5 separate regions of the Mus musculus genome follow, and regions 1, 2, 3 and 5 are each linked to region 4. The links are chromatin contacts, called in public promoter capture Hi-C maps. All regions are on one chromosome and are shown on one strand. Each heading gives the region's core, a stretch centred on a gene start, on an enhancer-like site or on the middle of the called end of the contact. The rest is flanking DNA. Distances are from core to core; before and after follow the strand shown. Region 1 holds the start of Tada1 (transcriptional adaptor 1). Region 2 holds the start of Rcsd1 (RCSD domain containing 1). Region 3 holds the start of Mpzl1 (myelin protein zero-like 1). Region 4 holds the start of Atp1b1 (ATPase, Na+/K+ transporting, beta 1 polypeptide). Region 5 holds the start of Creg1 (cellular repressor of E1A-stimulated genes 1).

Evidence for each region. Promoter capture Hi-C pulls out the DNA fragments that hold promoters and counts their contacts.
Region 1: a contact with region 4 is called in a promoter capture Hi-C map of liver, with 2.5 times the contacts expected there. The contact joins the promoter of Tada1 here to the promoter of Atp1b1 in region 4.
Region 2: a contact with region 4 is called in a promoter capture Hi-C map of pre-B cells, with 2.9 times the contacts expected there. The contact joins the promoter of Rcsd1 here to the promoter of Atp1b1 in region 4. A contact is called at or near these places in 1 of 39 promoter capture datasets (pre-B cells) and 1 of 115 datasets of contacts at active chromatin or transcription factors (thymic regulatory T cells).
Region 3: a contact with region 4 is called in a promoter capture Hi-C map of second pharyngeal arch cranial neural crest. The contact joins the promoter of Mpzl1 here to the promoter of Atp1b1 in region 4. A contact is called at or near these places in 3 of 39 promoter capture datasets (cranial neural crest, frontonasal cranial neural crest and second pharyngeal arch cranial neural crest), 1 of 484 Hi-C or Micro-C datasets (embryonic stem cells) and 2 of 115 datasets of contacts at active chromatin or transcription factors (astrocytes and pancreatic cancer cells).
Region 5: a promoter capture Hi-C map of liver shows a contact between it and region 4, with 3 times the contacts expected there. The contact joins the promoter of Creg1 here to the promoter of Atp1b1 in region 4. A contact is called at or near these places in 1 of 39 promoter capture datasets (liver) and 1 of 484 Hi-C or Micro-C datasets (embryonic stem cells).

Annotation. Positions count from the first base shown.
Region 1 is chr1:166,377,796-166,380,495 of GRCm38.p6, reverse strand. It overlaps Tada1 (transcriptional adaptor 1), which reads right to left and starts at 1,329. Exons shown (of 8, transcript NM_030245.3): 1 at 1,020-1,329. The coding sequence starts at 1,093.
Region 2 is chr1:165,706,628-165,709,351 of GRCm38.p6, reverse strand. Rcsd1 (RCSD domain containing 1) reads left to right here and starts at 1,258. Exons shown (of 7, transcript NM_178593.3): 1 at 1,258-1,461. The coding sequence starts at 1,456.
Region 3 is chr1:165,633,205-165,635,904 of GRCm38.p6, reverse strand. It overlaps Mpzl1 (myelin protein zero-like 1), which reads left to right and starts at 1,364. Exons shown (of 6, transcript NM_001083897.1): 1 at 1,364-1,602. The coding sequence starts at 1,512.
Region 4 is chr1:164,457,089-164,459,788 of GRCm38.p6, reverse strand. It overlaps Atp1b1 (ATPase, Na+/K+ transporting, beta 1 polypeptide), which reads left to right and starts at 1,434. Exons shown (of 6, transcript NM_009721.6): 1 at 1,434-2,028. The coding sequence starts at 1,932. Gm32391 (predicted gene, 32391) reads right to left here and starts at 1,266. Exons shown (of 4, transcript NR_168343.1): 1 at 49-1,266.
Region 5 is chr1:165,762,425-165,765,133 of GRCm38.p6, reverse strand. Creg1 (cellular repressor of E1A-stimulated genes 1) reads right to left here and starts at 1,376. Exons shown (of 4, transcript NM_011804.3): 1 at 996-1,376. The coding sequence starts at 1,349.

The sequences.
Region 1 (2,700 bases), core at 80-2,579, 1.9 Mb before region 4:
GGGTGTAACAAGACAGCTGCCAAAACGCACAACTTGTGACTCTCCATTGAGAAGTCCACATCTGGGTATGTCTTATTTCCCTGGGCATCTCTTTTTAATTCCGGTGCTTAAAAATCTACAAATAATAATACTTATTATTTATTTATTTATTTATTTATTTAAAGCCTTTTAAAGAGGGGTTCCGACGAGGAGCTTGCACCTAAGCTTTTCTGACGGCCTTTCTATTAACACCACCTCTGCTTCACGGGCTGCTCTTGTCAATCATTTCAACTTCAGTGCCAGGAAATACGGGTTTGCCAGAATTGAAGTTCCCCCAAAAGATCGAGGCTCCTCCTCCGGCTGCCGCAGGCTACTGCTTATAGAGCTGTCACTCTGCCCCAGTCCCTGCTGACAGCCCGGCGGTGTGGGGAACGGGAGGACTTTCCAAGTAACCCCTGAAAAGCATCACACGGCGGGAACCAGAAGCCTCAGTCCCATCCTTGGGCAGTGACTTTGGGGGAATAAGTAATCTCTGTCTCTCGAGTACGAACTGTGCCGATCTCAGGTCTGAGGATTGGCTGGCCCGTGTGGAACACTGGGAAAGGCGTCCTACGGCCGGCTAGGCAGCCGCCCCCTTGGATGCTGTGGTTGTAAGGTGGGTGACCGACCGACTTCACTTGGGGTCTCTGTGCCTTCCGAACCCGCTTTCACAGCTCTTCTAGCTGGCCCCTGAGCAACGCGGGCCTCCGCCTCCGGGAAGCCCTCCGGGCCCCCCCACCCCGCCCCGGCGCGCCCCCCGCTCTACCGACTCCGGGGCGCCTAGGGCGCTGCTCCCGCCCCCACGCGGGTATCACCGGTGTCGGGACGCCCAGGAGAAAGTCCTCCAGCGCCTCGAGTCCCGGCGGAGCCCGCACGGGAGCCGTGGCGGCCGCGAGACGCCTACGGCCTCCGGGAGGTGAAGAGAGTCCAGGGACTACGGCAGCCCCGAGCTTGGGGCACACCCACGGACAGGCCCGGAGGCTGGTCCCCGCGGCTCTTACTGTTTCACGTTGTCCCCCAGCGCCTCGCTCAAGTTCTTCTTGGCTGCCTCCAGCTCGCTCACAAAGGTCGCCATTGCAGCGCGCGTCTTTCAGCCCGACCGTAGACCGCGCGGCCCACGGCCACCAGCAACCGAAAGATCAACGCGGCGGAAGGCCTGCGCGCCGGACGCTGGAGGCTCGACTCGACTCGATTCCACTCGGCTCGGCTCGGCTCGGTTCGGCTCGGCTCGGCTCGGTTCGGCTCGGCTCGGCTCGGCTCGGCTCCGCTCGGCTCGGCTCGGCTCCGCTCGGCTCGGCTCGGCTCGGCTCTGCTCGGCGGCCCCGCCCCCATCCGCTAGGGAGACGTTGCGTGGGTTTGGTTCTTGGCCCCGCCGTCTCGCAGTTGGGAAAGCACCCAGCCAAACTCCCTTCGCCAACTCCCGCCTCTTGGCTCACGTGACCCGCTTCCCCTGGTGGGCGCGTGCCCAACCTACGCCCGCCTGCCCGCCCGCGGCGGCCCCCGGGGCGCGAACTTGACCGCCCCGCCCGCCCTCCGGCCAGGCCCCGCCCTGACTGCAGGTCAGCTCTTCCCAGAAGGAAGAGCTCAGGTCCCCGAGTGCATGCAATATCTAATTTATCCTCTTGTCCTCATTTTTTTGCCAAGTGCTCACCACCTATTGTGACATTTAGTTGGTCGATCTCGTTTTCTGCCTCCTGCAACTAAAACGAGAGCTGCCTGAAGGCAGGATTTATGTTACTCAAGTTCTGAACATTCACTATTGACAGATCAAATAAAAATAATTCCCAAGCAGGACTACCAAAGGTCCTAGGGGAGGTAACAGGAGGAGTCTCAGCAGCTAGTTAGCCTGACCCACAGAGGAAAAGACGCAAAGAACCTCGTTTCAAGTCAAGGTCAAGTGGAAGGACCCACAAGCTAGCTTGTCCTCTCTCAAATTCCAAATTCACACTCGAATATGCACATATATACTACACTAGGAAGCCATAGCTGTGTTCAGCTTAAAACTTTTTAAAGCCTACTTTTAAAGTCTCTCTCTCTCTCTCTCTCTCTCTCTCTCTCTCTCTCTCTCTCTCTCTCTCTCTCGTTTTGACAGAGTGGCCTCTTAACTCACATAGATCCAACTGCCTCTAGTGCTGGCTGGGACTAAAGGCATGGGTCACCATGCCCAGCTTGTTTGTTCTTGAAATAGGGTCTCTCTTTGTAGCCCTGGCTATCTGACACCAGGCTATTATTTTGCCTTAATGTTCATGTTTGTTTGTTTGTTTTTTGAGACAGGGTTTCTCTGTATAGCCCTGGCTGTCCTGGAACTCACTTTGTAGAACAGGCTGGCCTTGAACTCAGAAATCCACCTGTCTCTGCCTCCCAAGTGCTGGGATTAAAGGCATGTGCCACCACTGCCCGGCTAATGTTCATACTTTTAATGACAGCATAATTTTTTAAAGATTTTGTTTTTAGGTAGATGTCGTTGTGAGTGAATTTACAGGTGGTTGTGAGCAGCGGGCCCTGTTAAATACTGCACAGATAAGATGCATACAATGACTTCTTTCCTGTCTATTAAACTGGGGTTTTCTCCTGTATTAAAAGAAATATTTTAACAAGCATCTTTATGCAGATTCTCCTCATTTGTAATTATTACTTTAGGACAGAATCCTGTAAGAGAATCATGGGATCGGGTGGCAGGAA
Region 2 (2,724 bases), core at 9-2,508, 1.2 Mb before region 4:
AGAATCTCACCCTCTGCCTGCTTCTGAAGCAGAGGTCTTGCCCCTATATGCTGCTGAGTTCAATGAACAGAGGCTGCCCTGACTTCATGGTTTACAAGGTAAGATTTAGAAGGCCTGTGACGTCAAGATCTATAGACCAACTGTGATGAGAAGCAGTCGGGGCAGCCTTTGCAATGTGGGTGAGTTCTCTGCTGGTTTGTGGTAGTGGTTTCTCTTGGGCTCTTTGCACAGGGGCAGCACCAATGCCCTGTGCTATGGTCCACCAATGTGTTGGCTCTCTCTCTCCCTTGCATAGCAGGTCTGGGTTTGGAGTACAAAGTTGAAGGATGCTGTAAGAAGACACACAGGCATCCTTATCAGCCAATTCCCTGAAGAAATGGGACCCTGAAGAGACACCCAGAGCTATAACCCAGTAGCAGCAGACAATGGCCTCGGCACAGATTCAAGTCCCTACATCCCTCCCACGCAGCCTTAAACCGACATTCCCTGGGGAGAGTTACTAAGCGGGGGCCTTATGTGAATTGGATGTTTAGGACCGTGCCCTTTGCTATATTTAATAGGAATGGGAAAAAGGTCCTTTAGCAAGCAGCATGTCGAAGCAGATATTCCCACAACCCCCTAAGCTGCATGCATCAGAGCAGAGGAGAAGAGTAGCCTGCTGCATGCGGCAGGAAACTTGGGGAAACTTTGCTTGGATTCCTCTCCTTCTTCATACACAGATAGATAATAGATGGACAGACTGATAATTGTTTCCTGCAAATGGAATCCAGGAAAAGAGGTATCAAAGCTAAGGCTACTGAACACAGGAAGGCCAGGTATTAGGTTAAGTAATACAGGAGAGGATGGGGGGAGGGGGAGGGAGAAGGAGGAGGAACGGAGGCTGGGAAAATTGGTATGAAAAGAAGGAAATGGCAAAGAGAAAAAGGATGAAAAGGCAATTCTAATTTGAGGCACAAGGAAAGTAAAGAAGGCAGGCTAAAAGAGGGAGAGTTGAGGTGGTCTGAAAAAAGTGCAAAGCCCAGGGTCCTGAGAAACTTCCGCGAGAAAGGGGGCGCGGCGCTGCCCAGCCCATGTTTGGGCAGATTAATGGAGTCGTGGCGGCTCGGGCTCTTGAGTCCTGCCTTGGGAGGGACAGTATCTGTTTAGATTTGTGTCTAAATTTAAACCCCGATCCGGCCTCCCTCTCTGCTCCCCTCCACTCCCCTCCCCTCCTCCTGCGTCCCTCGGTCCCTCCCTCCCTCCTCCTCCTCCTTCCTCGTTCTCTGGCGCAGGGCCCCCAGCTGGGGCAGTCCCGCAGCCGAGTGCAGCCAGGCGCGCGCCGCCGCCCACTCGCCCTGTGCCCGCTACAGCCCCGAAAGTGACCCGGGCTGGGAGCCGAGGGGACAGCGGGGATCGTGGGCTCTTAACCCGAGAGAGCGGGCGTATCCGCAGCCGGAGGAAGACTACCTGGAGGACATGGAGGTAAAAGACCGGCGGGGACACGGGCCTGGGGGAGAGGGAGGTCAGAGCGCTCCTGCCCAGGTCGCCGTTCCTGCTCTCAGCAGGGAGCACGCAGCCGAAAGGTCGCGTAGGCCAAGTTGAGAAAGGCTGGTCCTTGCTCCTCGGAGACCCCTGTGGGCAGGCGTGGGCTTGTCAGGAAAGGACTTCAGGCGAAGGAGGGGCCTTTGTAGGGGTTCAGGTATTCTGACTGTGCACATACGTGCTTTGGGGGGGGGGTTTAGAAAATAAAACTTAGGTACAACTAAAGTCATAAACGGATAAAGGTGTGAACCAAGAACCCCAAAACAAAACTCCAGCAACCCTGACTCAGGCATTGAGAAACAGAGTTGGCAGTTGAAGCCGGGACTCTGCCCGCATGGCTTCCCGTTTTGATTGCAGTGTGGCTTTTCCGACCAGTTGTTCTCTTACTTCTGATGCCCCTTGTTTCTGTCACATCTTCTTTCAAAACTTTCTGAAAAGCTCCCTTGCCGCCGATCAGATAAACTTATTTCTGAGATATTAGAGGCTCTCCAAGATGCCCTGCCTCCTGAGGTTGTGTGCACCTTGGGGTGTGGTAGCCGTATCTGAGAGGTTTGCAGGGGCGAGTCCCAGACTTTCTCTGCGCTTCTCCAACCTCAGTGGAGAATACTGGCCACTACTTTCCATCCAGCTAGTTCATCTAGCTTCCTCCTCCAGGTCTATAGATTTCCAAAGAAATGTTTCCCTTCAAACCCAGACCAGCTGCAGGTGAACTCAGAGGCACAGCATTGGCAAAGCCCCAGGTTCAACTCCCAGGGTCACACACTCAAAGAAAGAAAAAGAAACTGTGACCTTTTATTGTATTCTAATCAATCTCAGTAGGACCTGGGATTTTCAAAGAGGAAAAAAGGAGATGAAAACCCACAGGCCTAAAGGTGATTCCTCCTCCCACTCAAAAGGAAAGAGCTCCTCCTTAGCCCAAGGTCTGCGGAGATCCCGGGCACAGAAGTTCAATCCCTTCCAGGCTTGAGTCCGCTCATCTCTTCTGAGCTTCACTGTCTGCTCTAAAAGAACAATAGCAAGGCTGCATATTTAGCTCAACCAGTTGTCCTAAAGTAGCAAGGTTGCATTTTGCATTCTGGGCACTTGGGAGTGCTGAGTACCTGGGGGGCTGGGGTCTGAGATGGACTCTCTGTAGCGACTTGTGCAAGTCAGGAAGCAGTTGATTAGGGTAGCTAGACCACAAAGCGTTCCAGATGGATCCCT
Region 3 (2,700 bases), core at 115-2,614, 1.2 Mb before region 4:
AACCTAAGGATGGCCACAAAAAAAAAAAAAAAGTTTTAAGAGTCTCACAGGGTAGTCTACACTGTGTGGCACAGGCTGCCTTAGAACTCCTGATGCAGCCTAGGCTGGCTGGCCTCAAACTTGAGACAGTCCTTCTTTCTCAGACTCCTCCACAGCTTGCCCTTTCTACTTTCCTGCTAAACTCTTGGTTATTAAAACTCCAATGTGTGCTCCTTGAAAGTAAAGTGCCACCGATGGGCAGGACCTGCTAACCGGAAGGCAAAATAGCTGCGATATGCATTCTTGGTTTTCTCCAATTGCCTAGTAATTAGGAACTTGCTCTACTGCAAGGTTAAGGGGCTAGGCCACTGGAAACATCGGAAGGACACTGTTAAGACTGGCTTTTGACAAAATCCTGAAAGGAGAGGCCGCGTTTTGGTCTACTGGACTACGCTCCGCCTATTATAGTCTTGTTCCTAAAACTTGTTTTCCTCCTCCAAACTCTCACTTGGATTTTCCCGTTCTTCGTTCACTCTAATCTGTTTTGTGTCTGGTCCCTCCTTTTTCCCCCTTTGAAGACCATTCTCAGAATCCTCCCTCTCTTTAGGGTTTGCTGGGTAACTAGTAGCAGCCGGCACTTTTCAGAATTGAAGTAAGGCACCGCCTCCGTCCTAACTTTTCATCTATAGGCCGAGGGACGTTGATATGCTAAACAAACAGTAAGTGCAGTCACTGGTTATCTAGGTGGCGGGAAAGAGTTCCAATTCCTATTCCTTTCCTGTCCTCTGAAAAGCCAAAAAAGGGCCTGCTCAGAGGTTAGGGCAAGATGGAGACTTCTCATGTTGCAACGCAAATGATCCAGTTCAGGCAAAGACAGATACTCGGCAAAGGTCAAAGAGATGGTGGGTCTTTTTCTATCTCGACCACTGAATGGAAGTCTTTCCTCACCTCTCTCTTCACTTCACTCCTCCCCTCCCCCACCCGGTCCCTAAATTAATTGCTTTTCTTTAGGTGAGTGAGGCCAGGAGTAACCAAGCAGATCCTAGTCGGAAATGATATCCGGACTTGGAAGAGACCGCGGGGAGGGACATTAAGAGAACTGTGGGACTGGCCCCTCAGAGAGGAGGGCAGCCTCTGGCGGCGGTGGGCCGGAGGGCAGCCCCACGACCAGCCACGCAGGCAGGCTCAAAGTAATGCGGCTGCAGAGGCACAGTACGCGGGCATGCTGCACAGATCACACCAAGGGCGGGGCCCGGAGGGCGGGGCCTTGCCCGAGGGGGCTGACAGGGAGTCGAGTTGTCCAATGGCTTCTTTCCCAGGTTGCCAGGAGGACCAATGAGCGAGCAGTGGGGCGGGCACAGGGGCTGGAGCTGGGCAGAAGGCTGGCGGTTGGCCACTGGGGCCGGGAGCGGGGAGCGGTGGCGTGGAGGTGTCCTCGCGCTCGCAGCCGCGATCCGGACAGAGCTGTGTGGTCTAAGGCAAGCCAGCCGACCGCAGCGGGAAGCCGGGCGGAACGGAGCGGCGGGAGCAGGATGGCAGAGGCCGTCGGAGCCGTGGCACTGATTGCGGCCCCGGCCCGCCGGCGCTGGCTGTGGTCGGTGCTAGCCGCGATGCTCGGGCTGTGTGAGTGATGCCGAGCCGGGGTCGGGCGGGGGCTCCGCGGCCGTGCGCGCGCTCGGGGCGCCTCGGAGGGGAGGGGGCGCGGCCTGCGAGCTCTGGGGCCTGGGCACGCCGCCCGGGGAGCGCGGCCGGGAGCCGAGGAACCTCTTTCTTTGGATCCCTTTGCGTAGAGGGCGAGGGGGGTGGGGCGGGGAGGGGTGAGGGAGCTCCCTACCTTGCAGCTCCCTGGGGACAGTCCCAGGAGCCCACTCACGCCCAGTCCCCTGCGGTCGCCTCCTGGCGATTCTGAGTTGCCCAGGACCTCCCGGGAGTCCGACTCTGGAATTGATGTTCTCCACCTTTGGGAGATGGCGGAAGATTGCAGGATTTTTCACCTGTGGGCCTTTGTTGGTTTATTTCCTTGTTTAAACCAGTGTTTTTCCTTTACCTGGTAAGATCTATTTCGAATGCGCTCAGATCAATTCTTAAGGCTCTATGATTGAAAACTCAGACTCTCATTTATTTCATCTCTGGGGTCTGTAAATCACAGAGGCGAAATTTACGTTACTTCTAGCCTAGAATGCAAAGGCTTGAAAGAATTCGGTCGAATTCGTATTAATGGTAAACATGGGCAAGATAGTTTGACAAGACGAACATTTACAAAGCATGCTTTTACTTTGATTTTAAAAGCCCCCCTCTCAGGCCCTTACCAAATAAACCAGGCTTAAGTTTTTGATAAAGGCTCCGGCTCGGTTTATATGACGTCTTGGACGAGTTGTTTTATGGGGCGTCTGAAGTAGTGTCTGCCCCAGGACTTTTTTTGTGTGTTGTTCAAAGTAAAGTACTTGTTTCTGTCTCAGAATTCAGCTAAGTAGTGGTTACCGAGAGGTCGAACTCCTAAGAAAACACGGAGGGGGTTCCTCCCACTCATTCTTTTGTTGTGTAAAATGTAATTTGTTCAAAATCCATTACTCAGTACTTTCTTTCGTGCAAAAGTTCTTAATGTAGTAGTCTCTCGAACCAGGAGTATAGGTGAGATTCTGTTGGATTTCCAGCTTTCATTTAAGCTCCTAGTTAATAGCTTGGAGGTGAAAATGGACAAGATTCTTTTTTTTTTTTTTT
Region 4 (2,700 bases), core at 185-2,684:
GAGACAGTGGCATCAAATCTACAGGTACAGTCTCTTCTAATAGCTTACCAACCACAAACTTGGGTTTTTTCCAAAATAAACGCTGCAGGGGCAAAGCAGAGTGACTTCTTTCTCAACAAGCTGCTCTCACAGTTGTCCTTGACACAGTGGGTCGGCAGCCCCTGTGGACTCCATGAGACTCAGTTGCTATGTCTCCCCTGAATTTTGGGTATTTTAAGGTTTTCTTCAGTCTTGCAAGTGGGATTAATGAGAAAAAGCTCATTTTTGCATCCCTTCGGTTTTGTCCTTGGGCCTGCAAGATTGACCTTGAAAATGGCAGGGTGTCTTGGGAACCCATCTCTGTGTTGGGAAGGTCTTTGATAAGAAGCTAGCTCTTTGCGCGACCGGCCAGGTCGCTCCAGGGACAGGCTTTTCTGCAGCCACTGCAGAAGCCTCGCCATGTTTTCTGCTGTGTCATCACCATAAGAGCTGTGTGGAAAGCTGTTCAGGGGCTCGGTGGATGAAAATAAGGGCGGATTTTCAGCCAACAAGGATGGAAAGAATGGTCATGTCCAACACAGTGCTCTGCGACATCTTGACATGTGAGCTGGGTCTTCCCAAGTGCTCTGTCATTCCAAGAATTCTACAGTATAGGGTAGGGGTGCCCCCAGTGAGACAGAACAGTAAGCCAATGGGAATACCAGCCACAGACCTGGGCCAGGAGAGTCTTAGGTGGCTGGGTCACGTGCATAAATTGTTCCCCGGGGTCTAGACTGGCAGGAGCCACAACCGGTTCCCAGCTACAGCCCAGGGTGGGTTTGGCAATTGTCCGGATTGAGGTGGTTCAGGCCGCCCACAAGCACAGACCAGGAGTCAGGAACCGAGGCTGCCCGCTGGGCTGGCCTGCAGAAGAGGGACGGGCCGGAACTGCAACCGCAGTGGCAGAGAGTGCGAGGGGGCGGCAGGTGCATAAGCAGAGAGGCGGAGCAGAGCTGGGCAGAGTCACTAGCGTCCTGGAGTGACCTTCCCCCACCTGGCCATGGCCTAGGGGAGGTGGACCTGCAGTAAACCCCGACCAGTACGAAGGGGTAAGACCAGTACGAAGGAGTTGAGGTCTCCGAGGTTCCCAGAGAGCGATGCAGGTGCAGGCCACAGCATTGGCGAGCGGGGGCCGGGAGGACGAGGAGGATTGTCCAGGCACAGCTCGGGGCAGAGAGAGGGCCAGCAGAGCTGCGGGAGCAGTACTCACCCGCCCCCAGTCCCTCTCCGCACCCCTGCTGCGGTGCCAGCCCCTTTAGCTTTGCCGGCTCCTTTGTGCGGGGCCCCGCGCCCGCCCCTTCGGGGGCTCAGGCCCCGCCTTCTCGGCGCTGGCGATTGGCTTGCCGTGCCGCCGGTAGGCGGAGCTACGGATGGTGGAGGCGCGGTATATAGTAAAGGTAGGGCGTGCGCCCTCAGCCAATTTCTCGGCTCCTGGCCTGCGCGCCCGTGTGCCGAGCCCGCGCTCCACTCCGCTCGCCCTTCCCGGTGACTTTCCCTCCTTGTCCCTGGTCCATCTCGCCAGAGGTCACAGCAAGCAGAGTGGTGCAGCTACAGCTTGAAGCAGCAGCTGCGGGGTTCGCTGAGCCCCCCGGAAGGCGATCGGAGTGCGGGGAAAGCCCGAGAGCGGCCGCGCGCCCACCTCTAGGTGCGGGGCTCGGAGCCGCCCAGCCCGCGCGCGCCCTCCTCCCTCGTCCCTCCTCCCTCCGCCCCCGCCGCACCTCCCCCTCCTCCCGCTCTGCCTAGGCTGCTCCGCGGCGCGCCTCGCACTCGGAGAGCCGCAGCGGCAGCGGCGCGTCTCGCTTTCGGAGACAGAGCCGGGCCGCGGGGACACCGAGCAGCCGCCGCGAGGACGCCCAGGGCGCGCGCCGCACTCGCCCTCCCTCGGCCTCGGCCGCCACTGCTGAGCAGACACCATGGCCCGCGGAAAAGCCAAGGAGGAAGGCAGCTGGAAGAAATTCATCTGGAACTCGGAGAAGAAGGAGTTTTTGGGCAGGACCGGTGGTAGTTGGTGTAAGTACGCGCTCCGCGGCTCTGCCGTCGGCGCCTTGGCTTTTCTTAGGAGGCGCGTCTGTACGCGAGCACTGCGGACAGTTCGGCGCCCGCGGGGCTGACCAGGGTGTTAGGGAGTGGGTGGTAGGAGCTGCTAGGAGCGTGCGGCCCTGGGCTTGGCATCCAGTGACAAATGTGGGGGGTCCCCAGGATGCGCCTCGGGTGGGGAGCTGGAGCTAGGGTTTTGGGTATGGTAGGGATCTTCGTTTCCTAAGCCTTTCCTCCTGGGAAATTCGGTCAGGTTCCAGGAGCCTATGTATGTACCCTCCCTTTCCATCTCCCAAGACCTTAGAAAAACGAGATTTGGGGCCGTGAGCAGAACTCACGAGCGTACCTGTTCTAATGCAGACGATGCTGCGATAGATAGCATCATTCTTCCAGTCTAGAAATGTATCTAGAATGGATAGGAACGGGGAGAAGAAATGCATCCACACTGCAGTCCTCACACATTGCAGTCATCACAGCCCAGAAATGGCCCAGTGAGCTCCATTCATGGCTCGTTTTTTAAGCCTTGGCTAGACATGGTGTTTTTAAGCTCTTCATGATACAAACGAAGAAACAGGTTATATTAGAGCATTTCATGCAGCCTGTTGCTTCCTTGGCTGGACTCCCCCTCATACCCCATTGAAAATT
Region 5 (2,709 bases), core at 127-2,626, 1.3 Mb before region 4:
AAGATGGGTACTGAGGACCAAATACAGGTCCTCGCGCCTACATGGCAAGTATTTTACCAACTGGGCTATTTCCCTAGCCCCTAGGATTGCAGTTTTAAAAGGCAGTAGCTAATTTAAATTTGTTTAGAACAATACAGAACTCTGTGGAGGCTGAAGAAAACGGGTCTCTTCTATTCTAGCACATGGGTCCCAGTCCTGTGGCCTGTGCTTTGAAGACAAGTGGGTCTGAGGTGAACTAGGGTTGGCCCCCTGGCTTTGCGCAAATTACTTAACCTCATGTCTTCATCTGTAAACCCGGAATAGCCATGCCTGTTTCTAAGAGTTACTACAAGAGACAATGAATGAAAACAGGTGGAACCGAAAAGCCCTAGGCACATACCATGGCAAGGGCTTGGTTAAAGCGTCGGCGTCTCTTGGCTCACTGTTTACCACGACACCAAGCTTTCTCAGTTTTGCCACAGACCCTCCACCGAGTCAGGCTTCATTTCTGGGCTCCTGTGTGGCCTTTCCCTCCCAGGCTGTTTCCACCTGAGCTGTAAGCAGAGCCAGGTCCGCAGTCAACTATAATGCTGTGTAGTAGTTTCCCACTGCTGATAGGTAAAGGTAGGGAAGAGAATCTCCGAAGTCACATAAGCCAAACGCTAAACTATCCAACAATCTGTATGCCTTTAGATCACAAGAGTGCAGTTTATGCAGAGACAGCGCCTAAAGAGGACGCCTGACTATCTGAAGGGTGTGAAGTGCTCCAGGTACTGGCAAAGAATTTACCCCAAGCGCTTAGACCAGTAACAGGGTAAGTAGGAACTTCCTGGTAGTTCCCCAACATCTGGGATGCTACAACCTCCGCCTAGCCAGCGCAGGCCAGAAGAGACAGTCATGTGAGCTGGGTTCAAAAGTCTTATCTCTAAGACCCACGCTCTCCCCAGCGAGCTAAACTGGAGACGCTGGTTTCCTGCTCTGCCGGGTCTGGGAAACCGCGCCGCGCTCCCGCTCACCTGCAGGTCGCTCACGGCTTGCTGCAGTGGACTCAGGTACATGTAGGGCTCGCCCGTGCCTTCTCCCGGAGGACCGTCACTGATTGAGATGATGTCCGCGAAGGGCCAGCCGCGCACCTCCTTTATTGTGGAGATAGTGGCCAGCGAGCCCCAGTCTGAGACGTGAGTCACGAAGCGGGCCACGCGCGGCCCGTCTTCGCGGGGTGGCAGCGGAGGCAATCGCCTGTCCACGTCCCAGTCCCCGTGGTCCCGGCCTCCGCGACCCGAGGCCGGCGACACCAGTAGTGCCACCAGCGCGGGCGCCAGAAGGGCAGCAAGCAGGGAACGCGCGAGCTCAGGAGCACGGGCAGCCATGACGCTGACTGCGGAGTCCCTGCCCACCGACCAAACTCTGCCGGGGTAACTATTGCCTGCCCGTTGTTCCGCCCCTCCGAGAAAGCCAATCAGAGATGAGCAGGCAAGAGGGGGCGTGGCTCCAGTGCAACCCAGTTTCCAGAAGCATATGGTCTGTTCACCGTGTCCTGTGATCTGCTCTGTGAAGAGTGCGAATTTGCCCTAAAGAGATATTTGTTTTGCTTGTTTGATTTACAGACAGATAAATGAGGTCTAGAAGAAATTAAGCAACTTCCTAAGTCACAGTGCTAGAAAAAAGCTGCCTGCATGCACGCACACACCTCCTTTTTAATGTCTTTGAGTATGCTTGCCTGGCATCTAAGAGAACGTGAGTTTTCTGTGTGCTCTTTTCTGTTTACTGACTGTTAGCAAGCAAGCCTATATGTAGTACAGTACAGAAATACCGACATGCAGGAACTTAAAAATTCCTGGCCCAGAAGAGTCTTCAGATAAAGCCACTTTGTTAGTTTTCGGTATCCCACTCAAGACTTTGACCTTGTCCATTTGAGACCTGTCAAGTCATCTAGCTCGGTTAAATTCGTGGTTTCATGCATTTATTCTGGCAGATCCTCCAAGCCCGTGGAGGATTTTCATTCTGCTACCCTAGGGAGTTAGAAAATGTATGCAAACGTGTTTGCGTCGTTTTAAAACTGTGGCCACTGTTAGAATCTTTTAAGCCCCACCCATCCTATAGTCTGAATCAGGCCACACCTCTCTGCAGCTCTCTCTCTTCCTAACAGAGTTATGAAGCAGTCCGTGCTTAGCCGCTACTCTTTTTTCTTTCTTAAAAAAATATTAGGTATTTTCTTCATTTACATTTCAAATGCTATCCCGAAAGTCCCCTGTACCCCCCCCTCCCCTACCCACCCACTCCTACTTCTTGGCCCTGGTGTTCCCCTGTACTGGGGCATATAAAGTTTGCAAGACCAAGGGGCCTTTCTTCCCAATGATGGCCGACTAGGCTATCTTCTGCTACATATGCAGCTAGAGACACGATCTCTGGGGGTACTGGTTAGTTCATGTTGTTGTTCCACCTATAGGGTTGCAGACCCCTTCAGCTCCTTGGCAGCTCCTCTTAGTCTGTGGCACCCAGCTCCCTGTCATGTAGGCCAGGATGAACTAAATCATGGGATGTGAAACTTCCTGACACCTCTAAAATGATATAAAAATCAGGCTTAGCCTCTATTCTAGGGACTGGTGTGAGACTCCTAAAGGAGATTTCTGGAAAGATATTCTGAGGTCTGCCTCTAGCTAGCCCCCCACCCCAATCTGGCCCACTACTCTGTCTTTCTCCTGATCTCTGTCTGTCTCTCTGTCTCTC